2 separate regions of the Arachis hypogaea genome follow, and region 1 is linked to region 2. Evidence: chromatin contacts called from public Hi-C data. All regions are on one chromosome and are shown on one strand. The core of a region is the stretch at or near the end of the contact, and the rest is flanking DNA. Distances in the headings are between cores, read along the strand shown.

What was found. A called contact is a pair of places that touch in the nucleus more often than the background predicts.
Region 1: a Hi-C map of leaf shows a contact between it and region 2, with 2.6 times the contacts expected there. The contact joins the promoter of LOC112750681 here to the enhancer-like site in region 2. A contact is called at or near these places in 2 of 8 Hi-C or Micro-C datasets (both in leaf).

The regions. Positions count from the first base shown.
Region 1 is chr15:129,936,589-129,943,939 of arahy.Tifrunner.gnm2.J5K5, reverse strand. It overlaps LOC112750681 (UDP-glycosyltransferase 74B1), which reads right to left and starts at 2,522. Exons shown (of 2, transcript XM_025799493.3): 1 at 1,626-2,522; 2 at 1-431. The coding sequence starts at 2,264. LOC112748889 reads left to right here and starts at 7,056. Exons shown (of 1, transcript XM_025797136.1): 1 at 7,056-7,351. The coding sequence starts at 7,056.
Region 2 is chr15:129,874,263-129,881,437 of arahy.Tifrunner.gnm2.J5K5, reverse strand. No RefSeq gene overlaps it. Among protein-coding and RNA genes, the nearest start is that of LOC112753119, 12 kb to the right of the region's middle. Within about 2 kb of position 2,862, at least 3 of the 3 cell types and tissues checked have open chromatin away from gene starts, as enhancers often do.

The DNA.
Region 1 (7,351 bases), core at 1,273-3,772, 63 kb before region 2:
CCTATACTCAGTGCCTCCAATACTGAGTTCCATCCACAATGCGTTACAAAGCAGCCGACGGCCGGGTGAGACAGCACCTCCAATTGGTTGCACCACGTCACCACCAACCCTGCATCACCGAGTCCACTCATAAATCCCTTTGGTAATATCTCCCAAGATTCTTTCACCACCCATATGAAATTCTTCTTGCTGGCCTTTAAGCCGTTTGCGATTTCTTCGGCTTGTTTAGCTGTTGTTGTTGCCATGCTTCCGAATGATACATAAACTACAGACCTTGGCGGCTTTGTACCTAACCATGTCATGTAGCTTTTATTTCTAGTTGGATTCCACAGTGTGGCTCCATAAGCTGTGTCTTCTGAATTTCGTTGGTGTAGATATGCTGATGGAACCATTGGTCCTACTGGTATAACTGGCCATGTACCATCTAAAGCCTTCAGTAAGACAAAAGACATGAGATTATTGTGCAGTCATGAATTGAAAAGGTCTCTTATCGAATTTTTATTTTGCAGTTTTTACCTTAATATATCTTAACATAACTATTTCCCATTAGGTAAGGTTGACTACATAAATCAAAGATGTCATTGCGTTGTGTCCATCCATTTGGACACGACGAAGTTTTACCTTGGTTGTCGCAAGCTTAACATAACCCTACATGGATCCAAAGACGACAATGGATAAGACATGGTTTTTATGTTCTCATTTGTTATAAAAACAAGAGTTATATCTGAAGTTGTTAACTACCTCACTATAGGGTGGTTTCTTTTATGATAGTCAAGATGAGATGCAACTTATGTTTATCAATTGTAAATATTAATTCAATACAACTTGTTCTCTGATAAACTTGTATTGCGCTTGTACTCTGCATTAACTTTTCAGAGAAGCGAAGAATTTCAGATATAAATTTATTCCCATAATGTTCATACTTATTCTAAATTTTCATGGAGTTCTAACTAAATTATATGCCCATTATCTGATAAAATGATACAGAAAGGAACACAAAACAACAAAAATTGTTAAAGAAAAAATCGTTGAATTTCATTCATACGTCTAAAATTTCATGTAGTTTATTAACTATCACCCATTTGGCCTTTATGTTTAAGCTCTACTAACCAAACCTTTTATATTTTTCACATCTCACAATCATATAATGATGCCAGGAATAAAAAAATAACATCTTATAAATGATATTCTTTATTGTAATTATCATTATGGTAATACAACATTCGCAACACTTAAAAAAATTTTTTTCTAAAATTAAGATCACATTTTTTAAATATTTTTGCAATACCTTTTACTTTTATTTTTCACATTAAAAAGTGTTTTTAGATATTAAAAAAGTATCACTATTAAAATTTATTACAACAATAATAAATATATATTTTGTATTATTATTTAAATCAACTAAATAATAATTATTTATTTATATATAATTATAATAATTATTGATAAATATTTTGATAAAATAAACTAAAATGTGCGTTATTTTAATCTTAAAAAATGATTTTGATATTTTACATGAATAGTGTCATTGTAAAAAACTATGATCCTTATACACCTAAATTGGTTAGTAATGAATTGGATTTATAAAAGTAAAACAAGGTGGACGAAAAACAAAAAACACTTGCCTCACTTTCGAGTTCCTGAAAAGTGTTGCAGAATACCCAGTCATTGTTCTTCAAAGTCTCAAATATTCCCATGATAGCATCCAGATAAGCTTTGTGATCATCAGGTCTTGCAACAAAGCTAGGCAAATCAGAAACCCCAAGAGGAGGAAGCCCAGGAATTGAAATCGGAAACACCCATTTCTCCAAAGGAAAAACCAAGTTTCCCAATTTCATTTCCCAATAAATAGAACACACAGAAGCAGAATTCGTCAAGAACACAGCACCATAGATACCAAACTGTTTTGCCACATCAAGTGCCCAAGTAAGCATAGAGTCATATACAATACAGTTCACGGCACATGACGAGTGTCTCAACTTAATTATAAGCTCTGATAATGTTTTGGAACCAGCTGATCTAAAGGACTCAATGTAGGATTCAACGCTTGGAGCATGGGTGAAGCCACCCTCATCATAGCCATCTGAGATGGGTTCAATAGCAACGGTTGGTTCATGTATGTTGTTGATTGTGTATGGGGTTGTGGCTAATGTGGCCTTGAGGCCTTTGGTGACTAAAACTTTTGCGAATTGAAGGAGCGGGTTGATGTGCCCTTGGGCTGGATACGGAAGAACTATCACATGGCCTTTGGGTTTGTTCTTCATCTTCCCATTTTAGGATAGGTATTGATTTTATTACTTTCTTTATTTTATAGGCCATGCTTGTCGCGGTAAGATTATCATTATGTAAGCAATGACGCTATTTCAAGTTTTCAACAACTCAAATGGACCTTTTATAGGCTCCGTTTGTTTTAAGAATATGATAGGATAAGACACTGAGAATAAGATAGGATAAAATATTGATGGACAAAATTTTGTATTTTTGTATTTTATTTGGTTATAAATTAGAATAAATTATGAAAATTTAATTTATTCTCATTTTTTTTCATTTAAAAAATTTGAGATGAAAAATATAACGATAAAAAATATAATTATAAAAATTAACAAGAATAACGAAAAAAAATAAAAAATAAGTTGTGTCTCTTGTTAGTGTCTCTGTGTCATTCATTGTCTCTGGATACATTATTTCTGTCCATATTTCCTCTGCCAAACACGATTTTGTGTCTCAGTGTCCCTGTCTCAATGTCCTATATCTGTAAACAAACAAATGAACAAAAAAAGGACCTTTTTTGAAATAAAATTATTATTTTCACATATATGTTTTTTATAATTCATTATTTATCTTATGGGAAATACTAGTTGTACAATACTAATCAGCCTTTAATCAGATTTAAATAATATTTAATTATTTTTTTAGTGTAACATGTTCCTATTTTTTAGATACATATTTATAATTAGATTTTAATTTAAATTTAAATTTTAAAACCCACCCACTTCCTTGGTGGTTACGGTGACTTTGCTTTACTTTCGTAACTTCACATAACTGATGCAGTTTTTTAAATTCTTTATTCTACGAGACATTCACACGCATTAGTGAATCCCAAACCAAAAAGGATGCTGCCAGCTGAATCCTCCATCTCGTCTTCATTGGTGAAGACCATCACCACCTTCCAGCTGAAGCACTCTCTCATTTTGCATTGGTGAAAGGTATCATTATTTTCCACACATGTGTTTATGTAATTTGTTAAGAAATATCATGTTCAACATTTTTAATTATATTTTAATTTAAATATAAAAATACTCTACTGATTTAATTGGAACAAGGTTGATCTTATTTAATTTTATTAATAAAGTTGTTGCAAATAAAGTACTTTCTACGTAAGTAGTTTGAACAAAGAAGAAAAAAAAAATCTGAAATTTAAGAGAGAAGATGTAGTTGATATGGTTATAAAAATTCTGTTGTTATTTATCAATTATAACACATGATAGTATGATATTTTATTCAAAATATTTTTAAAACACATCTAAAATTAGGCTAACTTTAAATATTTAAATTTAAATGTTAATAATACAATTAATCTTTTAATTTTTTATTCGATCAAATGAATATAATATTTATTATTTAAATTATCAGTTAATTTTTTTCGATGCTTATTAGTTTTCAAAATTATTATAATCAACAATTAATTTAAAATTGTGTTGTTATTTTTCGATTATAACACATCTGATAGTATGATATTTTATACAAAATATTTTTAAAACATATCTAAAATCAGTCAACTTTAATAATACAATATAAATGTTAATAATACAATTATGAATGGTCGAATATAATTATATACATAAACTAAAATATTTTCAATTGTAGTTTCTTTTTCAATTGTAACATATCTAAAATATTAAGTTATACAAAAAATATTTTTAAAACACATCCAAAATCATAAATCTAAAATTTAAATTTAAACATTAAAAAACAAATGTAACACATCTAAAATTATGAAGTTATACAGAAAATATAAAATCATAAATCTAAATTCTAAATTTAAACATTAAAAAATAATTGTAACACATCTAAAATTATGAAGTTATATAGAAAATATTTTTGAAACACATCCAAAATCATAAATCTAAAATCTAAATTTAAACATTAAAAAATAATTGTAACACATCTAAAATTATGAAGTTATACAGAAAATATTTTTAAAACACATCCAAAATCATAAATCTAAAATTTAAATTTAAACATTAAAAAGACAGCGTTGTAAATGAGCGTCGAAAAGGAGGAAGGCAGCGTTGAGGATGAGCGCGGAAGAGAAAGGTGGCACCGATGAACGACAGCGGAGGATGACTTCTCGATGTGCATCTCTGAGTTTTCCATGTGCGCTTGGATTTTCGACATAGCACAAATGTGACTTCTCTACTTCTTTGAGTGTTTTGTACGAGTTTAATTAATAATTTGATAGTTTAAGGTTTATTTTATAATTTTAAAATCAAAATTTTGAATTTTGAATAATTTGATTTTTAGATATGTATTTAAATTATAATATATTAATAATTAAATATATTAAATCTGAAACAGAAATTTAAAATTTAAATTTTAAATTTCAGTTTTTTTAGATTGTATTTTGAATGTGTATTTAATTTTAAAAAGACAGTAAATCTATTCATAATTTTTAGTTGTGTTTGTTTTAATTTTTTTTAATTATTGTAATAAAAGGTTGAATATTGTACTATTTTTAAAGGATACCTAGTTGAACCGTTATCTTATTTACAGTAAGAATGAGATAATTAAGGGTTGTGTTTAGGGATTTACCCACCTGAGTGTGTTTAGAAAAAAAAATTAATAAGTATATATATATTTTACTATTAAATCAAACCCAACTCAATATTATACAATTCACCTAAATCTGAAAACGTTACATAGATCTACTAAATGTACGTTTCTATATAAATCGAATGAGTTTTATTCGATTTGCCAATTTTTATAGTAAATCGAAGCTGTCCAATTCGAATTATCAAGAAAAATGCAAATCGAAGCTGCTTGAGTCAATTTATGCATCCATATAATGTCTCATAGTAAATCAAATCATGTTGATTCGATTTATGCATGCATGTAACGTTCGTAGTAATTCGAAACAAGCTGTTTTGATTTACTCCTAGTTTTGTCCTTATATAATTCGAATGGAATTGATTCGAATTACTATGCATTCATAAATCGAACTAAGCAAATTCGATTTAGTGTGAGGCCAACCTATATAAATATGATATGAACGTGAATTTCTTATAAGAGTGAAACACAATGGCTAGTGAAGATAGTTTTTTAGTATTGGTGCACTATACAGAGTCGATTAAGAAAAAAACATGTTCTAGAATTAAGTTTACTGATAAAGATCCCCTTAGTATTCTCCTAAAACCTTCAACAAGCTTTGCTGAGTTCCTGAATTCTATAATCCAAAAACTGGGGTTGTAAGGCATGAAACGGGTTCAGAAGTTATTCTATAGAATTCCAATTTTAATTTTGCGGGATGATGTGAAATACGATTCGTTTGTCATAGGGAGTGACGATGATTTGCAAGTTTTGTTTTCATTGTCGTCGGTAGTTTTCTGAGGTCAGGACCCCTGAGCTGTTGGCCAAGCTTGTAGATGTGGTCTCTAGCTCAGGAGGTTTGAACCAAAATTATCAACCTCCAGCAACAGCAACCTGCTCTAGTTCGAGGCCTGTTTGTGCCTTTTCATCCGTGGTTGCCTTCCCGTCCTTCGCAGCTGATCTAAACTGCAATGGTGACTGAGAAGTAGGTATTACTGATACGGTACCGGTTTCATTACAAGGTGGAGCACGGGATGGTATAGACGATGTACTGTGGGATGATGATGACGATGATGATGTGGAGTCGAACATAATTTCCGATGATAGTGGTGATGACGTAATTGACATAATGTCCATCGATTAGCAGCCCTAACTGTTACGTCATGTCCTGCAGTGTAATCTTACACTCACCGAACAGCGCATGAAACGTGTGCGTTTCCGGACGCCACCACGAATGCACTCACCAACGGCTTATCCAACCTAAACCAAGTCTTGTTCAGCGTCGCAAGATGGTATAAACCAGCCATTTGGAAACCACATTGGACGCCACACTTTTTCCTCCAAGAATGACTCAATTTGGTCTCTGTTTTGCTTTGCCGTGCCACGCCATTTGAAGGACGTGGGATGCCTGCAACTATCTTCCAAATTTGGCCCAAAATATGCTTTTGTATTGCTTCAGTGTAGGATGCCAATAAACTAGCGTGGGGCGTGAAACGGGGGTCATGCGTACCTATGGGTCATGCGTACGCATGATTTTACTTATTTCACCATTTGCGCGTATGCATGAAGGATGCGTACGCACAACACCCCTTTTTGTACCAAAACATGCGTATGCATGATGCATGCATACGCATGATTTCTTTTTTAGCTCTAATTGTGCATACGCATGATCGCCGTTGGACGCTACTTCCATCACGTTGGACGGCAAAGCTTCCAGGCTAAATTTTGTTGATTTTGGTCTTGGAAAAGTGTGTCCTAAGGCTTCAAAATGTAGCCAAGAGCTTCAAAGTGTTTCTTAAGCTTCTTTCTTTGTTCTTTTTTTTATCCTTGTTTTGTCTATCTCTTTCTTTGTTCTTGCTTAGCATCCTTAAATCAATTTCTAAACTTAAAAGCACAAAGCAACTCCAAAAATTATTGATCAAAGCACCAAAAAAAATTTAATTAAAGCAAAGAAAATCTCTAACTTAATTCAAGAAAAGAAATTCTAAGACCATTGATTAAAAGCATGAAAGTCCTAATAAAAATAATAAATCACTACCTTTATTTAAAGAAATAACAACTAAAAACTACTAAAGATGTGCATGCATCATACCTCCTATCACTCTCAGATAAGTGGACAGGTGGAGGTCTCTAACAGAGAGCTCAAATAGATTCTAGGGAAGACTATCAGTGCTTCAAGGAAGGACTGGGTTAGGAAGATTGATGATGCTCTTTGGGCTTACCGTACAGCCTTCAAGACTCCTATTGGAATGTTCCCATATCAATTAGTCTATGACAAAGCCTGTCACTTGCCAGTGGAGTTGGAGCACAGAACTTATTGGGCTACTAAGTTCCTAAACTTTGATGCAAAAGTTGTAGGAGAGAAGAGGCTCCTCCAACTCAGTGAGCTTGATGAATTTCGAACAACAGCTTATGAAAATGCCAAGCTCTACAAGGAGAAAACAAAGGTGTTGCATGATAAGAAAATAGCCACCAAAAAATTTGAGCCAGGCCAGAAAGTCCTTCTTTTTAATTTAAGGCTCAAGATATTTTTCGAAAAGTTGAA
Region 2 (7,175 bases), core at 1,613-4,112:
CATTATCTACCCACTCAACCTCCCACACATTGGTTGGTTTGGCATACCTACAAACATAATAAATTACACTGTTGTCTCTTGTTTAGTAGTCCACGACTCTCATTGCACCCAACCGAACAAGAATAGACCTAAATAAAAAGAATACATCCCTTGTGTAAGTATCAGCAGCACATATCTCAAGGGGTTCAATACAAGTTTGCATAATTGGAACTCCACGAGCAGATTCACATTCAGCGTAAAATTTCCTAAACCGCATATGGCCCAACATTCGTTGGAAGTGCTCAATAAACTCGAATAAGTCATAATGAGGCTTAGTATACTTCCCAATGATGTAGTCCTAAATCCAGCAAAGAACTTTCCTCGGATGTAACATGTTGCCCATGATCGACGTTTCTCATAAATTTCATTTAGCCATTCCTTTTCCTCAATCCCAAATTCCTCTACCAATGTTTGCCACTTTTTACGGAACACTGGAATCTCGTAATCTCCTAACATACAATCCTTAAACTTAGATGTAAAATGAAGACTACACATATTTGTCATTGCATTACGCAGGAGATGCCAAGCACACAATCTGTGGTGAGTACCAGGGAATACTTCCTCAATCGCATTCTTCATTGTCCTTGCCCCATCAGTTATCAGAGAGGATGGGGCTCTACCATCTAAGTATGACTCATCACCAAAATACTTCTCATCATAAAAAATATTATCCTCATGCTCATACTCACATTCATCCATGATCTCTTCCTCTCTCATGAATCACATTTGCAAGGAAATAATTTGAACATAAATAATACGGTAATAAAAATTAAGATATGAGTACTAAGTACTACAAGACAAAATGCTTTCGGATAAAGCTCCAAAAATTAGACTTACAAATGAAGAAATCAAACGACACCAAAATATGTATGTTATTTATTTTTTGCCTAGTAAATTAAATACTACACAGTGATAATTAGGCATAAATTATTAACAAATCTTAATAATAAGTTCATATCAGTCTACATAACATTATTTTTACAGACAAAAATTATTTATCAAATGGCTAAAATTCACTATAGAAAAATTCATATGTCTCAAACTCAAAGAAAAGCAATCAAACGAAAAAAAGGAGTACAAAATTTTCATTACAAAAAATGCAGAGTTTAAACAATTTTGAGTCTATTCGATTAACAAACTTACAAATTTAGCGATCATGAATAAATATCATATCATCACAATAGCTTACAACAACAATCAGTTATGTGCCAGTTAAAAATCATTTTAAGTTTTAATTTTTATTTACATACTAGGAGAACAAAATTCAACATAACAAATATGACCATATAATAACCACAAATCAATAGCAATATCACATTTAAAGTAGCATCAATTTGCAAGCAAGACAAAATTTTAACATGCATTACTATCAAAATACTATGAACTAGTATCAACTAAGACAAATTGCCAAATCGCAAAATAAGATAAGTATAAAACGAGTAAATGGGTATTAAAATGCAAAAAATTTGATTTAACAATATTTAAAAATAAAAAAGCTGATAGACCATTGAAAAATTATTGCAAAACGGCAGATATGGAACCTAATTTTGAACCTATGATGGCAAAAATACGATCAACGGTGTCTTGTCAAAGCTCTGGACGACCATGAAAGCATCACGACTGAAGAAGAAAGCGTGCCAGGTATTGTAGTGACACAGCAGTGGTCAGGGACTGGCGGTGTCCTAGAAGAGTTGCGTGCAGTGACAAGCGGCAGCTTGGAACTCCCCTGACAGGGCGGCAGGAATTTTGAACCGTGAGGTTATTGGGGAGGGAGCCCTGCTTCAACATACTGGTTGAAGAAGAAGTGAAGAAGAAGTATATTCATGGTTCAAATTTCTTGTTGTATCTTGGTCGGGTGGGTTAGATTTTTTTCTTGGGCTTTACCCATGTCAAAAAAGAAAAATTGGTTAAGCTTAAAATAATTATTAATTATAATATTAATAATGTAAAGGAGTTTTAAAACTCCAAACAATACAGGAGTCTTGTAACATCCACCAAAAAATAGGTACAAGATATACGACTGCTTTTGGTCCTAACAACACGATAAAATAAGACATAAAGAATAAAATACAAAAAATAAAAATATATAAAAATTAGTATTTTTATATTTTATATTTTATTTGATAATAAACTAAAATAAATTATAAAATTTTAATTTTTTTATTTTTTATTTAAAAATTAAAAAATATAATAATAAAAAATATAATAATAAAAATATAATTATAAAAAATTCATAAAAATAATAAAAAAATAAAAAATAAGTTGTGTTCCTTGTTAGTATTTTTTGTCAGTGTCTCTATGTTCTTTCTGTTAGAATGAACATGAAATACATTAATTCAGTATCTCTGAACACAATACCTCTATTCATATTTCATCTGCCAAAGATAATTTTGTGTCTTTAAATAAACACAACCTATAGGAACAATGTGAAAAGTGGATAGATTGATTTTCATTCACTCTCAACTCAAGTATGCAAAGATTTGTGTTGAGGTCGATCTTGCCAAAAGGTTGGTTTTAAGGATTTTTGTTCTTGGGAAGAATCAATATTGAGTAAGAATGGTTACGAATTATGAGACAAACTTATCTATTTCAATCGCAGCATGTATAGCCATCACATATAGAATAATGCAGCGAAGGCAAAGCGCCGAAAAACTAAGATCCGATGTTGTTGGAAAAGCCAATAAACGCTTCTCAGGGAGCCATTATTATTGGCTGGCCAAAACCAATTATGGAGACACTGGTATGGATTTGGATCCTTTAGGGGATAGAACATATCAGAGCTACACCAATATGGGTTTAGAGAAGTGACCCTTACAATGCTGAAAAGAAAAATTAATTCCAAAACAAAAAGGAATACATTATTATCGATGAGTAAGGAGATGGCTAAAATAGAGCATGGATCAAGATTTTCTTTTTTTTTGTTTTATTATTGATGAGGATTTTCTATTATGGATAAAACTATAGAGGATGATATTTCAACCGGTCAACCCAATGCAACAAATCCTATCGAAATTGAGCCCACAAATACTAGGCAAGCCCATCAAAGAGTTTTGAGTCAAAACTTTTTCAACAATCAACAAGTTTTGCAAAACAAAAAAAGGGCTAAACCTAGTCTAAGTAATTACCAGTAACCAACAAGAGGGGTTACCTAAGAATTTTTAACCTTAACACTACAAAAATTTTTGAAATCCCTTAAAGACTAAATAACATTATTATAATAAAAACCAACATTTTATTGTATCTTCTTAACCTTCACCTCACTCACACCATCACCCAGATAATTGGGTGGGTACTCAAAGCCAAATCCAAGACACCCCAATGATTAAAACAATGGTAATGAAAATAGTCCAAGCAGATAAGAAGATGGATGAACCACCTGACTCAAAGCCGCCTAACCTATATTTGGATATGAGATTAACCACCGATCCTAAGTACGACGAGATCATCAATGACATTTGCGTACTGGGAACTTCATGGATACGTGATCATCATGGAAACCCAAACCAACTCAAGAGAGGTGACCTCATTCCAGTAGTTAGAGGATGGTATGAATTTGTGAGGATGTCAATTTGGCTTACCTCCAATGGATCCGAAGTAACCATAGAGAGAGCCATTTTGGTTTATGCTATTATGATAGGAGAGGTGGTAGAAGTTGAAGAAATCATACCTCCAAACATTCAAAGAATAGTAGAGAGTGTGACAAAAGACACAATGCTTGGATATTCAAGCCTCATTCATCGTCTCTGCCAATAAGCAGGGGTTGTTTTTGAAGATGATGATGACACCAAAGTGCAAGTAGCCAAACCAATCACTCTAGAAAAAATAGAAAAAGTAATGTTGAGCCAAGTCTAGAGAAGACTACCAAGGAGGGTAATTACACAAGTTCCACAAGGACCACAAGCTTCACCTCCTCAGCAAGAAGGAACAAGTCACGACCATGTACTACCATAACAAGTTCAAGATGGGAATCAATTCAATTGGAGCCAGATTCAAAGAGCTTTGCAAGGCATTTCCGAACAACAATTGAAATTCCAAGAGCAACAACTCCAATACTGAAGACAGCAAGAACAAATTCAACAGTTGCTTGAGTTACAAAATCAACAACACAAAGAGTTTAGAGAGTTTAGATATTTAGAGGAATGCAGACATGGAAATCGAGTGGAAGGTGAGTTGAATGTTCAAGCAAAGCTGGGCTACTTATGTGTAAGGCTTCAAGAAGTGCATCCAACTTTACTACCATACCCAAGAATAGCAAAAAAACTTGTACATAAAATGAGAGAGGTTCAACTCATCCATGAAGAGAGAGTGCGGAAAAGTATGAAGGGGCAAGGGTTCTGGGAATCAAGGACCCATGTAGATGCACTAAACATGTGTGAATCAAGAGACAATGAAGTCAACAATGAAGAAAATAGTGACAATCGAAGCAAGGTGGTTAAGTTCTTGTTATTTTGAAATTTCTTCTTTGTTTTCAACTTCATGCATGAGCGTTTTCTATTTCTAGTCTATGCATGTATTTTATATTTTTGTGTATGAATGTGTGTGGTTTTTCCTTTCTAGTAAGAGCATATTAGGAAGTCTTATTGTGAGTTGCATTCATCATAACCACTGTATTGAAACTTGCTAGTTAATGCAAGTAGGAATCATGAACATAAATGAAAGCAAACGGGGGTTGAAGAAAGAAGAAGCTAGCATGAGCACATGAGTATTGGAAGGCTAAAATAACTGTTTTGCTCAACACATTTGAACATGATTGTTTGAGGTCTAGATAAATATTATGAAATTTTTACAAATTATTTAGAACCTTGAAGAAGCAAAAGTCACTAATCAATGATTAAGTAAAAAAGGGAAAAGAAAGAAAAGCTGAAGGCTCTGAGTACCAATGACTAACCATGAGTCAAGTGCTTGTGATGTTTATGTATCAAGTAAAAACTTGAAAATAAAACACTTAGAGTCAAGAATAGGCTCAAAAATGCAAAATACTCCCTCAAATTCAAGGCTTTGAGTATCAATGACTAGAAAGAAAAGAAAGAACAAGTATATGGCTCAAAGATTCCTGTAGTCACATGCTTGTAGTGCTTATGTATCAAGTGGTAAAACATGAGAACAAAGTACTTAGAGTCAAAGAGAAACTCATGGTGCAAAGCACCCAATAAGCTAAGATAAGAAAGAAAAGAGAAAGATAATAAGCTTGCTTCAAGGTGGGAATATTAGAAAGGATTTCATAATGTGATCAAGATAGGAACCTTAAACTTAGAATTCTTTTGTAGTGATGCATGCTTAAGTGAAACAGCTAACCAAGAACATTAGAATTGCTAATCTTCACCTTGAATTGTCAATATTGAATATTTAAGATTGATGTACATGATTCTTAATTTGCTTGAGGACAAACAAAGCTTCAAGTTTGGTGTTGTGATGTATGTGCATCATGAGTTATTTTTCTTGATTAGTTCATATAGAAAGTCAATGAACTATGCTCCATTACGGAGTGTTTTAGTGCTTAATTTGAATACTACTTTGATTACTTTGAGTTTATGAATTCTTGTAGGAAATGATAGAAAAAGAAGAAACAAAAGTATCAATAGAGGAATCACTCAAGCAACACTTCTAGAGAAACATTCTAAAGGAGGATTAAGAATGGAGTTTTGCCAAAGATAAACAAGTCAAATAATGCAAGCAATAGGGACCTCATTTCAAGTCATAAGTGGCGTATCCAACGCCACATGATTGGTGCTTTGCACACCAAGGATGCTGGCTTCAAGGACCTCAAATTGATGCACCTCAATGGCGTCTCCAACGTCCTCATAAGTGGCATCTCCAATGCCACATGATGCAACCTCCAGGACCTATAATTGGTGCATCTAAATGGCGTCTTGATGAATCTATATTTGACGATAAATTTTGGATTGAATTGAGTGGATTTCATCATATAAACCCACATTTATTCATTTAAATAGCATACTTTTGTATTTTCTCCCTAAATTATGTCTAATTATGAAAACATGCTTTTTGGCACTTAATTTAATCAATTTTATTCCACTTTCATTCCATTCGATGCCTTGATATTTTTTATGAGTGATTTTAGGTATAATAAGTAGGAATGACTTGATAAGAGTGGAAGAGAAGCATGCAATTGGGAGAAAACATGAAGAAACAAAGGGAAGAGTTTTTCATAGTGTGCGTATGCACAACCTTCTGTGCGTATGCACAAGTATCAGCGCGTGGCTTCATTAAAAAGTCACGTAACTTGCGATTTTGAGGGCTTTCTGGCCCATTTCTGATTGGTTTGAAGCATTTATGGAAGGGCTAGCAAAGGGAGGAGATACCATACAACATTAGGAATTTTTTAAGATAGTTTTAGGTAGTTTTAGCTTAGGTTTTCTCTCAATTTTCTTAGGGTTCAATTAGGGTTTATACTACAAGTTTTTATTTTCCAATTTTGATCATGGATTCTAGCTTATTTCCATTGTAAGTATTTCTTAATTTTCTCTTTTATTACACTACTTGTTCTACACTTTCTTATATTTTAATTCACTTTATCAATACATATATAGTTTTGCAATTTTGAGTTCTAGTTAATGAATTTGATATTTAGTGGTTATTATATGTTTGTTGAGTTGTCATTGTTGATTTTGTTCATTGGTTGTTCATAGTTCCAAGTATTTTTACAATTTTGCCATGTTTTGAGAATATGCCTACTATGTGTTTGATGAAATATCAATTTTGATTATGGAGTAAATTTTCGCTCCTTGACTTGGGAAAATGAGTATATGGAATACTAGAGTCATAATGTCCGACATTTATTGATAATTCTTGGGTTGTTAGTTGTCCTTATTTCCACTAACGCTAGCTTTTTACTAAGTTAATTAGTAAGTTAGCTAGGATTTGTAGATTAAGAACAATTATGCTTACTTGACTTACTCTTCGATGTTAAGGGTTGATTAGGTGAGATTAATCCATTATAATGATCATAGTTGTGGTTATGACAAGGAAGGCATTCCCTAACTCATCCCAAGCCAAGGTTTCATTTATGTTTTGAAGCACAATTCCATCATTTTTTAGCTTTACTTGTTCTTACTACATTGATAGTTCTTTAATTCTTTTATTAGTTTATTAATTGCAATTTTGATTGTTCTTTT